Regions from separate parts of the Mus musculus genome. Here region 2 is linked to region 1. Evidence: chromatin contacts called from public Hi-C data. All regions are on one chromosome and are shown on one strand. The core of a region is the stretch at or near the end of the contact, and the rest is flanking DNA. Distances in the headings are between cores, read along the strand shown. Region 1 has its middle 60 kb from the start of Sqor. Region 2 overlaps Slc12a1 (solute carrier family 12, member 1).

The links. A called contact is a pair of places that touch in the nucleus more often than the background predicts.
Region 2: a Hi-C map of the N1E-115 cell line shows a contact between it and region 1, with 10 times the contacts expected there. The contact joins two enhancer-like sites. A contact is called at or near these places in 4 of 39 promoter capture datasets (cranial neural crest, hippocampal neurons, liver and 1 more), 1 of 15 datasets of contacts at CTCF or cohesin (large pre-B cells), 17 of 484 Hi-C or Micro-C datasets (B cells, the N1E-115 cell line, adipose-derived mesenchymal stem cells and 12 more) and 2 of 115 datasets of contacts at active chromatin or transcription factors (astrocytes and embryonic forebrain).

The regions. Positions count from the first base shown.
Region 1 is chr2:122,821,520-122,828,240 of GRCm38.p6, forward strand. No RefSeq gene overlaps it. Among named protein-coding and RNA genes, the nearest start is that of Sqor, 60 kb to the left of the region's middle. Within about 2 kb of position 4,277, at least 16 of the 459 cell types and tissues checked have an H3K27ac peak or open chromatin away from gene starts, as enhancers often do. A contact at or near this core is called in the N1E-115 cell line, where this site is marked.
Region 2 is chr2:125,206,799-125,213,677 of GRCm38.p6, forward strand. All of the region lies in intron 20 of Slc12a1 (solute carrier family 12, member 1), which reads left to right. Gm14002 (a long non-coding RNA gene) reads right to left here. Exons shown (of 4, transcript XR_866695.2): 3 at 4,867-4,941; 4 at 1-3,313. Among named protein-coding and RNA genes, the nearest start is that of Gm14002, 8.1 kb to the right of the region's middle. Within about 2 kb of position 2,238, at least 22 of the 459 cell types and tissues checked have an H3K27ac peak or open chromatin away from gene starts, as enhancers often do. A contact at or near this core is called in the N1E-115 cell line, where this site is marked.

The DNA of each region.
Region 1 (6,721 bases), core at 3,027-5,526:
CGACTAAGAAGCAAGTAGAGGAGGAAAGGGTTTATTCAGCTTGCACTTCCACACTGCAGTTCATCCTAAAGAAAGTCAGGCCTGGAACTCAAGCAGGTCAGGAACTTGGACCCAGGAGCTGATGCACAGGCCATGGAGGGATGTTACTTATGGGCTTGCTTCCCCTGGCTTGCTCAGCTTGCTTTCTTATAGACCCCCAAGACTACCAGCCCAGAGATGGTACCACCTGCAAGGGGTCCTCTCCCCTTGATCACTAATTGAGAAAATGCCTTACAGCTGGATCTCATGGCGGCATTTCCTCACCTGAAGCTCCTTTCTCTGTGATAAGTCCAACTTGTGTCAAGTTGATACAAAACCAGCCAGTACAGGTAACTGTACTATATTGGAAGAAGGTTCCAGAAAAAAGGATAGCATGGGTGAAAATGTAGAGTAGAAACTAGATGGTTGACCCCTGTACTGAAAGTCACATAGCCTACTCCTTGGACTGTGGACGTCAGGAGGACCTGTTCTAAATTGTATGTGTACAAAGTTCTAGAATTTTCCTTTAGGCACGGGAGAGGCCTCTGTGGTCCAGAGAATATCAGGGTGCGCAGTTTGTAGGTATATGAGTACGAGTTTGTTTCTCTGTCTGCAAAGGTGAAGCATCATTTTAATTATTATTTATTTAGCACTACTCTGAGGTCCCAGCACTGCCATTTCATCAAGATAACAACCATAACAATAACATACAAATACCAGCAATAATAATGATAATTGCTTATTTCATTGGAGTGCTATGGGGGTAAATGAGGTAGATTATGGCTCCCAAAGTGCCGGGGCATTTGGAAAGAACTATCATTGTACTTGCATGTTGCTAGGTAGCTGTTGTAATTACTACTAACCAGACAGTGGGACTTGGTCATCACAAGAGCTTCACCTTCTTATGATGGAAAGAGAAACAGACTCAAGCCTTAGCATTTTCTTCCTCTCTTTGGAAGAGATAACTAACTGGTAGTGTGGATTGACCATGTGCAAGGTGACTTCATATACTATCTTCTATAATTAAAATAAAGCCTTGTTATTATATATAGTTATTATTATTATTGTTTTAAAATGAGATATGTTAGGGCAAACTTCAGACATAATGCTGCATTCTTTTTAAATATGCCAGGTAGGCATTCCTGAGTAGGCAAAATTTCTAAATAACTACCATACAGTCCTTTGAACAAAACAATAAACAATGCTGGTATGTTTCCATCTGTTGTGTGATACCATTCCTGGGGTGACATGAACAAATGCCTACTTACTCTGGCTAGGAACCAAAGACAGACCAAAGTAAGGATACTGCCAAGGTCCAACCAGTGAGTTTTATTCAGGTTATTTACAGGAATATGGGTGAGGGGTTACTTACCAGAGCAGAAATGACTCAGACAGCTAATCACCAAAAGGCCACCCCAGCATGAAAGCTGGAGACCTGGAGTTTACTGCACATTCTGCAGGCAGCCCAACAGGTTGAAGAGTGTCCTCTTGGAAGCTCTGTAGCTCTCTGCTTCTTCCAGGCATCTCAGCTTGTCTGGGAGTCTGAGCATGTAGTGCTGAGAGAAGCTTGGAGATGGAGGGCCCCAGTGAATCTGGTCAGGACCAAGGACTCCCTGAAGCTTTTCATTGTTTACTTCCTTCAACAAGCAGGACAGTGTTTTACCTTGTTTTAGAACACTCCATGTCTTAATCATCTCTGCTCCAAGACTATCCACAACCATCTAGTCTTCATATCAGTAGACACAACTTTCCCAACAATGGCATGTTTGCCATTCTGGTATAAGATCAAGCACCCCATTTCCTTGGTTAGTTGTCCCATCTCCTTAGTTTCCTGCAGCCTGGAAAGTCTCCTCAGCATTTCTTGCATGGTCTAGAAAAGCTTAGAATAATGGCCTTTCGTTCTGAAGGCCTACCTGGGCCTGCCAGGTAGACAGACCCCTGTGGCTAGTGCTAGCTGTGTATTCTTAGGAGTCACTGTGCTCACACTGGGAGGCACACGATGCCAACCCCTCCCTTGGTTCTCACCGTGGCACTTAGTCAATTGGATTCTATTACATTTCTTCACTGGGGTCACTTTTTCCCCATTGTGATCACGGATGTGTGTGGCTCTATATTCACCAGCCTTATCAATTGCTGGAGACTTCCTTTATGATGGCTTCAGAGGGTGGTTTCCTCTTCCCATCATTCCATCTGCACTTGTTAGTTGGCACTCACTGGGAAGAAGAGCTCTCCCCTAGCATCTCTTGATTAGCCTGTTTCTTCAATGTCTCATGGATTTTTACTCTATGTAATGGGTAAACCATCACTATCACTGTTTCCTTTAAAGTTTAACATTTCAAAGTTTGGCTAGTGGTACCCCTTTCAGGATGGTTTCAGGTCCTTTTGACAGGTGTCCATTGTTTTGTGAGCACTTCCACACTTTCAGACAGAGGACATTCTAGACTTATGCTCATTAATTTGTCCATGTCTTTAAGATCTCAGAATTACATTTTACTGGAGGGTATGACCCATCACTATCAGCATGTGACATAGAGCAATTGTTTCTTTCATATCCAGTCATACAATTAAGCATTGACAGCCTAGGCATAGCCACTGTTATTATTTTTTGAGTAGCTGGGAGGAAACAGAATTGTCCCAGTCTTCTTGTCCAGCGTCAGGGATCCACCCCTCTAGGCCATCTACTTGAATGACTCCTGTTTCTTGGAGGATGTCTAAGGCCTTTGCTTCCTCCCACTTTCCCCTCCAACTCTCTTCCATAGAAGAAATTAGACTTTATCTAGAAATTAGAGTACCATCCCCTGAGCTGGCCACTGAGAAGATCAGCGAGCATAAGAACAGCAGCACAATCCTGCTCCTGTGTAGCTTGCCACGGGGAGGGAGAAAGTGAGTGTGCAGACACATGCAAATCAGGTGATGGTAAATGTGCGAAGAACATACGAGGGGGACAGAGCAGAGCAGTGTGTGATCACACCTGTGCCTCTGACTGGTGTGTGTGTGTGTGTGTGTGTGTGCACTGTTTTACATAGCACGCAGCTAGCACTTCTCCACCTCCACAACTTTGCTTATATCATCTCTTCTGGTGGCTGCATGATTATTCTCCTTTGACATTTGAGCTTTAACCTGAAGTCAGATTTTCCACTCATTATGAAGTCTTCTTTGACTGATTCAGATCTTTTCCTTCTCTGAGCAAGTAAGAGTTGATAGAAAACAGGGGTCTGTGCATTACAGTTTGATTATAGTGCAGTGACAGGATAAGGCTTGGCAGTACACATTCTGAAAGGCAGGAATTCCTCTTTGTGTTCCTTTTCTTCTTTTGATCTTCTCTCTCCCTCTGGGCTTAATAGTAGGAGCTTGTACAGTTTGACAACACACACAACAGTACACAACAACACACACATACACACAAACTCCCAAAACACACACTCCCCAAAACACACACTCACATACCAACAACAACACACACACACACACACACACACACTCACTCAAATCCCAGTGAGGGTAGTCTTCAGACGGAGGAGGAACTGGTGGGAAGGTGACTGCAGAGTCCTTTTCAGAGCTCTCAGCTGTGACCACACCCAACTCCACCTTCTGCAATGTTGAGGATTCATTCTATACCTCAGAGCTTCTTTAGTAATTTCAGCGAAGGAGATGAACGACTGCTTGTTACACATCATATTTCAATGTCAAATGCTCTTGACAATCATGTCTGATTGATTGTATATCTTGGTGACTTCTTGAAACAGGTCTTGGAGGAAAAACCACCATGTGTTTAGAAGCTGTTAACAAATTCCCCAAACTATATAATCAATCAGGCATATAACCCATCAGCGACAAAGCCTCCTTCGTGCGGTGTTCTCCACCCTCACACATCCCCAAATAAACATAATACCTGTTAATCTTAAGATTAAGAGGCTCTCCGCTCTCCAGGACAGCCTTTGAACAGGGCCGTGATGAGTTGCGCCTAGAGAGCTGTAGGTGGCGCTGTGAGCTCGGCGCATGGTCTTCCAGGCAACTTTTAAGATTTCCAGGGGAAGGAAGACAAGGCGTCTGGCATCTTTTCAGTTAAATTTCATCCTATCTGCTCAGCTTCTGCAAAGCAAGTCTGAGAAACAGATTAGCCGATTTCTGACCCTAAACGGAAGGTCAGCCGTTCTGTGCTCAAATGTAGCATTTCACCGCAGGCTGGATCATGTCCTGGACTGGGCTTTGGAATTCTGCCCATAAGCTATGAAAATGACCCCAAGGTGTTTCTTAGAGCATTTCTTTGCTTGGGAGGCCTTTCTTGGTTTTGTACTTGGAAGCATAAACCACATTAGCATCGCGCTTTGGGCCTGTGTATATGTGGGTTTGGTTTGGGTTGGGGGGTGAGGGATTGGCTTGTAGGCTTCAAGGCTACTTGCTATTTTCGATCACTTTCTGAATTCAGTTTGCTGTTAAAAGCAGGCCCCTGCTTGAGTGGGGCCTTTATTACCCGCACCTGGTCCCTAACCCAGGTCTCTGGGAAATTTTCTTTGTTGCCAAGCTCTGTGGCTGTAGTGCCGATCCACTTAATAGCAGAAAATTGGGCGCTAACTGTATCATTTGTCAGCCACACTGTGGGATTTCAGATTCCTTAATTAAACTTGCGTGTTTCAGATTTCATAAAGTGAATCTGTGTTTTATGTGCATAGGATGTGAACGTGTGGAATGGAGAGAATGGGACCTTAATGACCTCCTGGACAGATACAATTCAAATTCCCTAACCACATTTACTAAAGGCACGGCTGACTTTCAATGTCTCATAGATTTCCTAGTGGCGAAGGGAATGAGGTGACACTTCCCATCACATTTCTATAATGAAGTTATTAGGGTTGAATTTATTTTTGGTTTTCCCCCATATTCACTGTTTTCAGATGAACACTTTTGTTTGTTTCCTTACTGATAACCAGTAGATGGCTCTGTGGCATTTCTAGAGTTGACAATTGTTAGTTTGGTGCCTCTTAATATATGAGAGTAATTTACTTTCCCTCTGGCCTGTGGGGAAATCTTGAGCCGTTCCATTCAGTCCCATGGATGAGGAGAACGGCTGATGAAGGTTCTTTTTCTCCCTCAGTTGTTAGGAAATTTTGTGTGTGTGTGTGTGTGTGTGTGTGTGTGTGTGTGTGTGTGTGTATGTGTGTGTGTGTGTGTGTGTGTTTCTCCTATTGGAGTAGCCAGATAATTACCAACTGTGGGCACAAGACCTTTGGGATGGGCAGTGTGCAATATGTTGGCCACTGATGGATATAGATTCTATCCAGATTCCAGAAGGTAACAGTACCTACACATGGCTCCTAAACACCAGCTGTTGGAGCTCCCACATGGGAAGGGATGGGGACTTTCATAGCTGACTCAGTTTCCATTTCCGTCTCCCCAGAGCTGGGGATCATTGCCCAAACACAGGTAAAGCAGGCGAGAACATCCCTGGATGCTGTCTTCCGTGTCTAGTCTACCTGGTGCCACCAGATGAGTGCCGTTTACCAATTTCCCCCAGTGCCTTTTGTTCTGCCTTCTCTATCACCATAGGATGGGGAGTGTGAGGACTGTGTGCCCAGTCACAGGTTATTTGTTGTTCTCCATCTTCTTTTTTTTTTTTTTTTTTTTTTTCATCTTCTTGTCTTGCCTTCTGAGGCTGAGATGGCAAGTGATTGTTCTTGCCTGATTCTTCTCTCCTTCCAGGTACACTTGGAGCTGAAGGGTTTTAGAACCTCTTATCAATTAGGTGTCTTCTAGTCAGTAAAATTTAAATAGGACCTTAGGATGTTAGGAACTGAATCTTAGCACCCAATGGGACTATATTTGGAGATGAGGCCTTTGAGGAGGAAATGAAGGTTAAAGATGTTGTAATAATGGGGTCCTAGTCCAATGTGCCTGTTGCCATTAGAAGAGGGAGAAACACTAGGGGTGTATACACACAGAGAAGGGAACCAATGAAGACAGAGAAAGGTCAGCCATCTGCAAGCCAAAGAGAGATGCCTTAGCAGCAACTGAATCTGCTAACACCTTGATCTTGAACTCCTGGTTTCCAGACCCCAGTGCAATAAATTTCTATTGTTGAGTCAAGACTTCAGTAGTTTGTTATGACAGCTGTAACAGACTGATATATAAGCTAAGCATTTAAAAGCGTAAGCTATCCATTTTCTCTTCTGCCTATTGACCTTCACTGGTATGTTCTGAGGATGTTGCTAAAAGACGGAGAGCTGATCCTAAATAATTTGTCTTAAGCCAAGCCACTGATGGTTCTGATTCAATTTTGCTGCACTGTGCATGGTCTGATATTAATCAGGCAGAACAATCCAACCTGAACTTTACCTCTTGAAGGCAAAAGCCAAGAATTTGACCATTTCATTTGGTTTTGCCCTTGTGTGGGATGAATCCTCTTGGTGGGATAGATGCCTCGTGCCTAGATAAGGGGATGGGGTTGGTTTGTAAGATAACTGGGATCATGGAACTGAATAAGATTGGTTAATTGATCACAGTACGCTGCTGTAACAGCATAAGGCTCCAAGGGATAGCAGAGGTTTCCATTTGGCTCTAGACTGAGCCCTCTAGATTTCAGAGCAGCTGAGATGGTTCAGGTTGGGGTGTGGAGGAAGGGACCTCTGGCATGTTCTCTCTTGAATGAGAGAACTGTATTTTTATATGTGTAGGGTTTTGTGTGTACTTTAATTAGATGAATGAC
Region 2 (6,879 bases), core at 988-3,487, 2.4 Mb after region 1:
ATTAATAATCCTGGTTTATACACTTAAGAAACTGGCACTGTAGTGGGGAAATAGATATTACTGTGATTGTTACATATGAATGAGAAATTGTAGAAAAGAAGGCATATATAATCCCAAAAAGGCTTCCTGGAAGAAATATGGTTTGGAGTTTAGCGGATAAGTATGAGTTAGGTAAGCAATGTGGAGGGAGAGAAGACTAGTAAGACTTGGGAACGAGCATCTCCTGCCCAGAGGTGAGTGTGAGGAAAGGCTGAGATGAGAACTGGGAAGGGGTGGGTACATGCACAGTCAGAGCAGACTAGTACCACCAAAGGGGAAAGTATGACTGACTCTTACTCTTAGGGGCTCCCTGAGCTTCTTCTACCATACTGAAAAAGGCAGATCATAGTTGGTCACCAACAAGAATGCTCAGAAGAATTTCAGTGAGGATATAATGGTCAAACATGGGTTATAAAGTTGATACTATTTCATTCATTTGGGGCATGACTCAAAGAGGCCTAGAATGCAGGAAGGAATCTCATTTTCTTTCATATGTGAAATCTAGATTTAAATATGTATACATATGCATACATATATGTGACATTGAAGCATAAGTGGGTATATTTGGAGGTAGAAAGGGAACCAGTAACAGAGGGCAGGACAGATAGTAGAGGGTAGTCAGGGGGTACAAATATGAGCAAGACACAATGATATATATGTTTGAAAATGTCCAAAAACCCCACAAAATAGTAAGATAAGAAACTAATTTTTTTTAATTGCAAGGGTATATATACATAGTCTAGATTTCTCTAGAATAATAGTGTTGGAATCCTTGTTCAGGTCTTGCTTAGGCAGCCATATTGTTGAGTTGTCACAGGAAAAACTTGCCGGTCATGTCTAGGAGACACTCTCCCACAGCAGATTTCCTGGTTCTCTAGCTCTTACAATCATTATGCCACTTCTGCCATGCTGTCCCCTGAGCCTTAGATGCATGAGCTGTGTTGTAGATGTGCCAGTTGGGGCTAGGCAACACGCGGTCAGTTCTTCTCTGCATCTTGGTCAGGTATGGTTTCTGTCATTCTCCCCATCTACTGGAAAGAGAAGTTTCTTGGATGAGGAATGAAGACTACTCTTTTAAGGCCCTGAGTATAAGCCCTTAGAATTCAGTTAAGGATGTTGCTGCTTTAGTAAAGTGGCAGTGGTATGTTCTCCTCTAAGATCCATGACTTCACGAGTCGTGGGTAGCTGGCAGGTCTCCAGAACTAGGCATGGTCTCCCTCATGTTGAGCTGGCCTTAAGTCCAATTAGAGAGCTGTTGGTTACTGCCAAGCTATAAGTGCCACTATTGCATCTTACCATGCTGGTCATTGTTGTAGTTCATGGACATCAGAGCTGGGTAAGGCTATGAACTGCTTCCCTCCTATGGAAGCTTCCATAGAACCTTCTGGTACTATAAAAGCTAATCCTCAGGAAAAAGGCTTCCTGGTCAGATCCACCTTGTAGCCTCGGAGTCCTGTGTCCTATCTACTTTGACTTTTTTTTCTGGCTTTGCTGCCGTTATGTTTTCTATCTAAAAGCAAGAATGAAAAACATGCAGCTTGCATTTAGTTTGTGCATTTGCTTTGTGTATTATGTTAGTCTCTTCAAGCTGATATATGTGATGGAGCTGAAAACATCACCTCTACTACCTCTCACTGCTCCAGGCACCGGAATGTACTGCGAGTTTATTCCCATGAAGCCACTACTAGAATATGTAGTGTTTCTCAAAGAATCCTGAACTACAGCTCCTTTAAATTTCCCAAAGAACAAGTAGTGTTTAGATCAGCTTTGATGTTTGGATACTTTCTACTTCTTAACTAAGATGGGAAAATACAGTTAGATGTTAATAAAATAAGTACCAACTGTCTAGGTAAACAAAAATGCAATGTCACACAAATACACAGAGAACATGTGAGATAAAAACAAACAAACGTAATGACAGAAATTAGCTTGATGCCACAGCCCCATGCTTTGTTATGAAGCTTCAGTAATTTATGGCACAAGCCTCATAGTAGATTTTGGATTAGAAAAAACAAACTTGCAGTTCATTATATTATACTGTAATGTAGGGCTTAATAAGAGCCTGATAAATCTTCAGTATTGCATTACAGTATGTTAATGATTATCATCATAGCTTTCCCAACATGGGCACTGCAGTGTCATCACAGATTATAATTTAAGGGAAACATTAGCAATTCAGAGCCCATATACTACAGTTAATAAACCACTGAGTAGAAATCAGCTTTCCTGGTAATTTACCAGCTAATGGCAGTCGTTTCTATACTGTGTCACAGACTCATACGACAATAACTTTTTGTATAAATAAGATCGATGCTCATAACATTATAACTCGTTCACTGCGGCAAGTCACCCGGTACTGATGACTAATGTTTCTTCTTAATAAATTAATTTATTGCCTGACAACACACCAAAAAAAAATGTGACATTTCATATTTTTCACATCCCAGAGGTATTTAGCAAGTTTGCCAATTACAACAAAGAATCCAGATTGCACTGGTGGTAAACAAAGTGATAGAGTGTGAGTCACAATTGAGTACCCTGTGTAAGTACCACGCGATTTATGACCCGCTCAGAGCACGGTGATACTGCTGTGTCTGATCGAGTGGCTTTGCAAAATAAAGACAGATGGCCTAGCAGTAAATAATTGCTTGATTGGAAGGCAGGGCTGCAGGACTGCTCCCTGCCATCCTGCCGTCAATCCAGCCTGACTCCACCTAGGCATCAGCAACTGATCCATGTAAGCACGTGCGGCTTCAAGGTGATTGGCCAAGGAAAGAGTTCTAATTTAATAATGAATAAAGGAAAAGGGGGTTGTGAGATGGGCGAGAATACGACTGCCCTCTGGCTTTCTCTGCTCCTCCTTCTGCTGTCCTTAAGATTCAAAGCAGATGGTGAATTATAAGCCCCTAAATGACGTCTTTTTAAAAAATGGCACAGTAGAACTCATGAGGCAATTTTGGCCACTAAATCCAATTTCAAAATGCAGTCTCTCCAGTCATTTACTGTGTGGCTGGTTTATGAAGCACTTGGGAACACGGTGATGGCTATTCAGCAAAGTCTGGGTATCTGGTCTCACTAGAGTTGTTTTGGGGTGTGCAGGAAGAAAGTTATTCAAAACCTGCTCTCAACTGACAACCTCAAGGTCATTTACTTCCTCCACTACAGCCCTGGAATTCTCTCTCAAAATCTATAACAGCGAAGGGCAGGCAGATATCATGATTGAGTCACTGAAAAGGAGTAAAGAGTAGCAGTTCTCAACCTGTGGGCCTTGACCCTGTGGGAGAAAACAGAGATGTTTACATTATGATTCATAGCAGGAGCAAAATTACAGTTATGTAGTAGCAATGAAGATAATTTCATGGTTGGGGGTCAATAGAAAATGAGGAACTGGGTTAAAGGGTCCCAGCATCAGGAAGGTTGAGGCCCACTGGTAATGGGGATTAAACAATAGGGTGTGGAGGCACATTCCTGTAACCCCAGCACTAAAGACTCAGAAGTAAGAAGACCAGGAGTTGAACGAGAGCCAGCCCAGGCTACAAAGTGAGCTTGAGGCTAGCTGAGGCTACAAAAGACTCAAAGACAGGGGTGACAGAATCTAATGTTAGAATTAGACGCAGAAGACATGTCACTAGCTACATGACCTTGGACGAATCGCCTGGGCTGGCTATGCCCAAGTTTCCTTTAGAACGAAATGCAAACTAAAACCAGCTTTCCCTACACACGAGCATCTGCAATGAAAACTTCCTAAATACCGTCGTTCCTCAATCTTCAAAGTGGAGTTGTAGCTGTGCATAGGTGCACAGGCTGCAATCCCAGCACTTGGGGTGAGGAGGCAGAGGTTAAAGACAGCCTCAGCTATGTGCAGACTTCTAGGCTACAGAAGAAAACCCTGTCTCAAAACAAACCAAACCAAAAAGGCAGTAGTGATGGTGGTGGTTGTGGCTATGGCTGTGGAACGAGTAATCTTTAATGTCACCCTCCTGGCTCCATTAAGTCACCTCCTCCTTTGTGACTAATGGTTATTTTTGCAACACAACTGGCCTGGCCGGGATCCTTCTGAAATGTTTTAGCAAAGTCTACTGTCCTTCCTGCTCCTCATTTCCAGTGAGAACAAAGGTGTGCGGTACATCAGATATAACTGAAAAGCCAGACCGTCGAAGGCCACTTCTGTTTCACACTGTGATGGGAGGAGGTGTCCGGGATGGGGGTCTTCCAGCTTCCACAAAGTAAACAATGAAGAATAATCTCTGACAAAAACTGGAAACCTCACTGTGCAGTGGAGATGGCCCCACTTTGTGGCCCTGAGACCCAAGATGGCTAGGCAAGCTGATTTCACACTTTGGCCTGTCTCCTCCTGGATCTGGGGTTCTGCAGTTTGCTTGTCCTGGAACAAACCTCCGGAGTAACTAAGACAGCAAACTCCTTTACAAAGGAGGATGTAAACCATCTTTGCCCAAGCAGAGCACTAGTTGGGGTGCATGGTTAGTAGCTAGAGACAGAGTGGGCTGGAGCCTGTCAAAAAGGGAGAAGCTCGTCCTCTATGCTGCCGTTACAGCCATCTCCAGGAAACTCACAGCTAAACTCCTGGAAAAGACTGTTCCAGCTGGAGCTCTGAGAGGCCTCCCATACAACCCAGGTCATGAGAGCCCGCCCTAAGATGACAAGCTCCAGAACCATCACGGGGGGTATGGCTTGGCATCCTGTGCCTGCAAATGTTTTAGTTTGTTTGATGAAGAGGCTGGCAGTTAATAGAAACAACTGTTAAGTCATCTTAACAAGCCACAAGAAGGCCTTCCCACTGGAGACAGAGACTGACGCCTAACTAACCTCTGTGCTCAGGTCCTGACCTTGCTCCATGACAGTCACGCACATTATTTAACCTCTCGGAACTCTGGTTTCTTCCTGTACAAAACAAAGAGAATAATTGTAGCTATTTCCAAGCTGTTTGGGAAAGAATAAACCATAGTGCCCAGAGAGTGTGCAATAAGCGGTGTTAAAACAGCGCCTGGCCCTCTCAAACGCTTCATGTGCTTTTCATGAGAAGACCCACTTCCAGAAGAAACAGAGAGAGAGAGCCTGCCTGAGGCACACATCACTTCTCTGTTCCTCCTGAGGCTCCAAGGCGGACTGCTGTTTATTTGTTTTATGAAACTCATCGGGTAGGGAAGAGAAAGTGTTCTGATGTCTCAGTCCACAGGAGGCCTGAGGCATAGAAAGACTGAAGCCACAGAAAGCCTGCTGTGGAGCTCTCCTGGGCTGTGGCCCTGACACACTGTAGATTGTCCTCACCTTTTAAAGTCAGGGCAAAAACGACCCGCCCGAACTCTAACACCATCAGCCTTCCTATGGCTGCTCTTCTTGAGACCCTTTGAAGCTTTGGGGAGATCACATGGGTGACTCGATTCTAAATCTCAAGCCACTGGCAAAAGATTAGTTGCTAAACCTGGAAAGGGGCCAGGTGGTTCTGAGTAGCTGGCTAACAGCAACATCCATGGGGTGCGACAGTTCTGACAGATTTAGTTAATGTGGAATTGCCCCTTCACAGAGAGCTAAGGCAATGGGTTCGGAGGGCTGACATTTACAGAAGTCCTAGCAGGGTTTTGTAACAGGGAATCTACATTTTCTGCATTCTCCCTTGGAGCAGGGCTTACTTCCCAAGGCTGGATTCTCAGCGGGCAATGAGATAGGAAATCTGACACAAGTTGAAGAATATGCGTGTTAGCTCAGCACTGTCCTGTGACTGTAAACTCTCACTTGCTAAGGTCAAGGAGAGATATTATATTATATAAAGAGAGGGAGAGGGAAAGATAGGAGAGAGACAGAGAAAGAGGGAGGGAGAGAGAAAGAATTTGAAACTAGGAACTTCCCAACACAATCAAAACTCAGAGAAGCTAAAAAGGCAGCCAGATACAACATCAAAGCCTGGACAGTGGCCTGAACCTTCTGAAGGAAATTTTGCACAGTTTGACTCTCGGTTTAGACTCAAGCACTGTGCACAACTTCTCAGCCACTGTCTGGCATTCTCTCAGAAACCTCAGCTCTCTTTCCTTCTTTGGCTCTGGGGGCTCACACCATGAGGTTGTTTTGTTTTCTCTATGTAGGAGACATAATCGGTACCTGATATTTTGTTCACTGCAGTTTATGTTCAGAGATCAGAGATGTTGGTTATAAGATCTGAATATCTTTCCATAATTTGCTCCCCACCCCCTTTGGCCTTTTGAGAAAGTCTTGTAGTAGCCTGAGGCCGGCATTAAACTTACTTATGTAGCCAAGGAGGACCCTTCGCCTCCGACGTGCTGGGATGATGTGTGCGCACTGCCAAGCGGTACCTTTCTGTGGTTCCTGCTCTTAGTTTTATTTTCCAGTTCAGAGGCCTTGCTATGTATGCAGGCATTCATGCTCAGCATATGTGTCCGGCATACTTCTACAATTGTTTCTGCTGCTGTTTGAAAACCTTACCTGGTAACTTGATCCGTCAGTGACTTAGCAGTGACATCATCTCACTAGATGGGTTTTCTCAATGGTTTAAATAAGTAGCCATTCTTGCCCTCACAAATAAAAGCCCCGTGACTTCATGCTGTTTTTCAGAGCCAGCTGTTACTACTTCCTGAATACAACTTACTGAACATATTACATTTTTATATTATTTTTTAATTAGGTATTTTCTTCATTTACATTTCAAATGCTATCCCAAAAGTCCCCCATACCCCCCCCTGCACTCCCCTACCCACCTACTCCCACTTCTTGGCCCTGGCATTCCCCTGTACTGAGGCATATAAAGTTTGCAATACCAAGGGGCCTCTCTTCCCAATGATGGCCGACTAGGCCATCTTCTGCTAC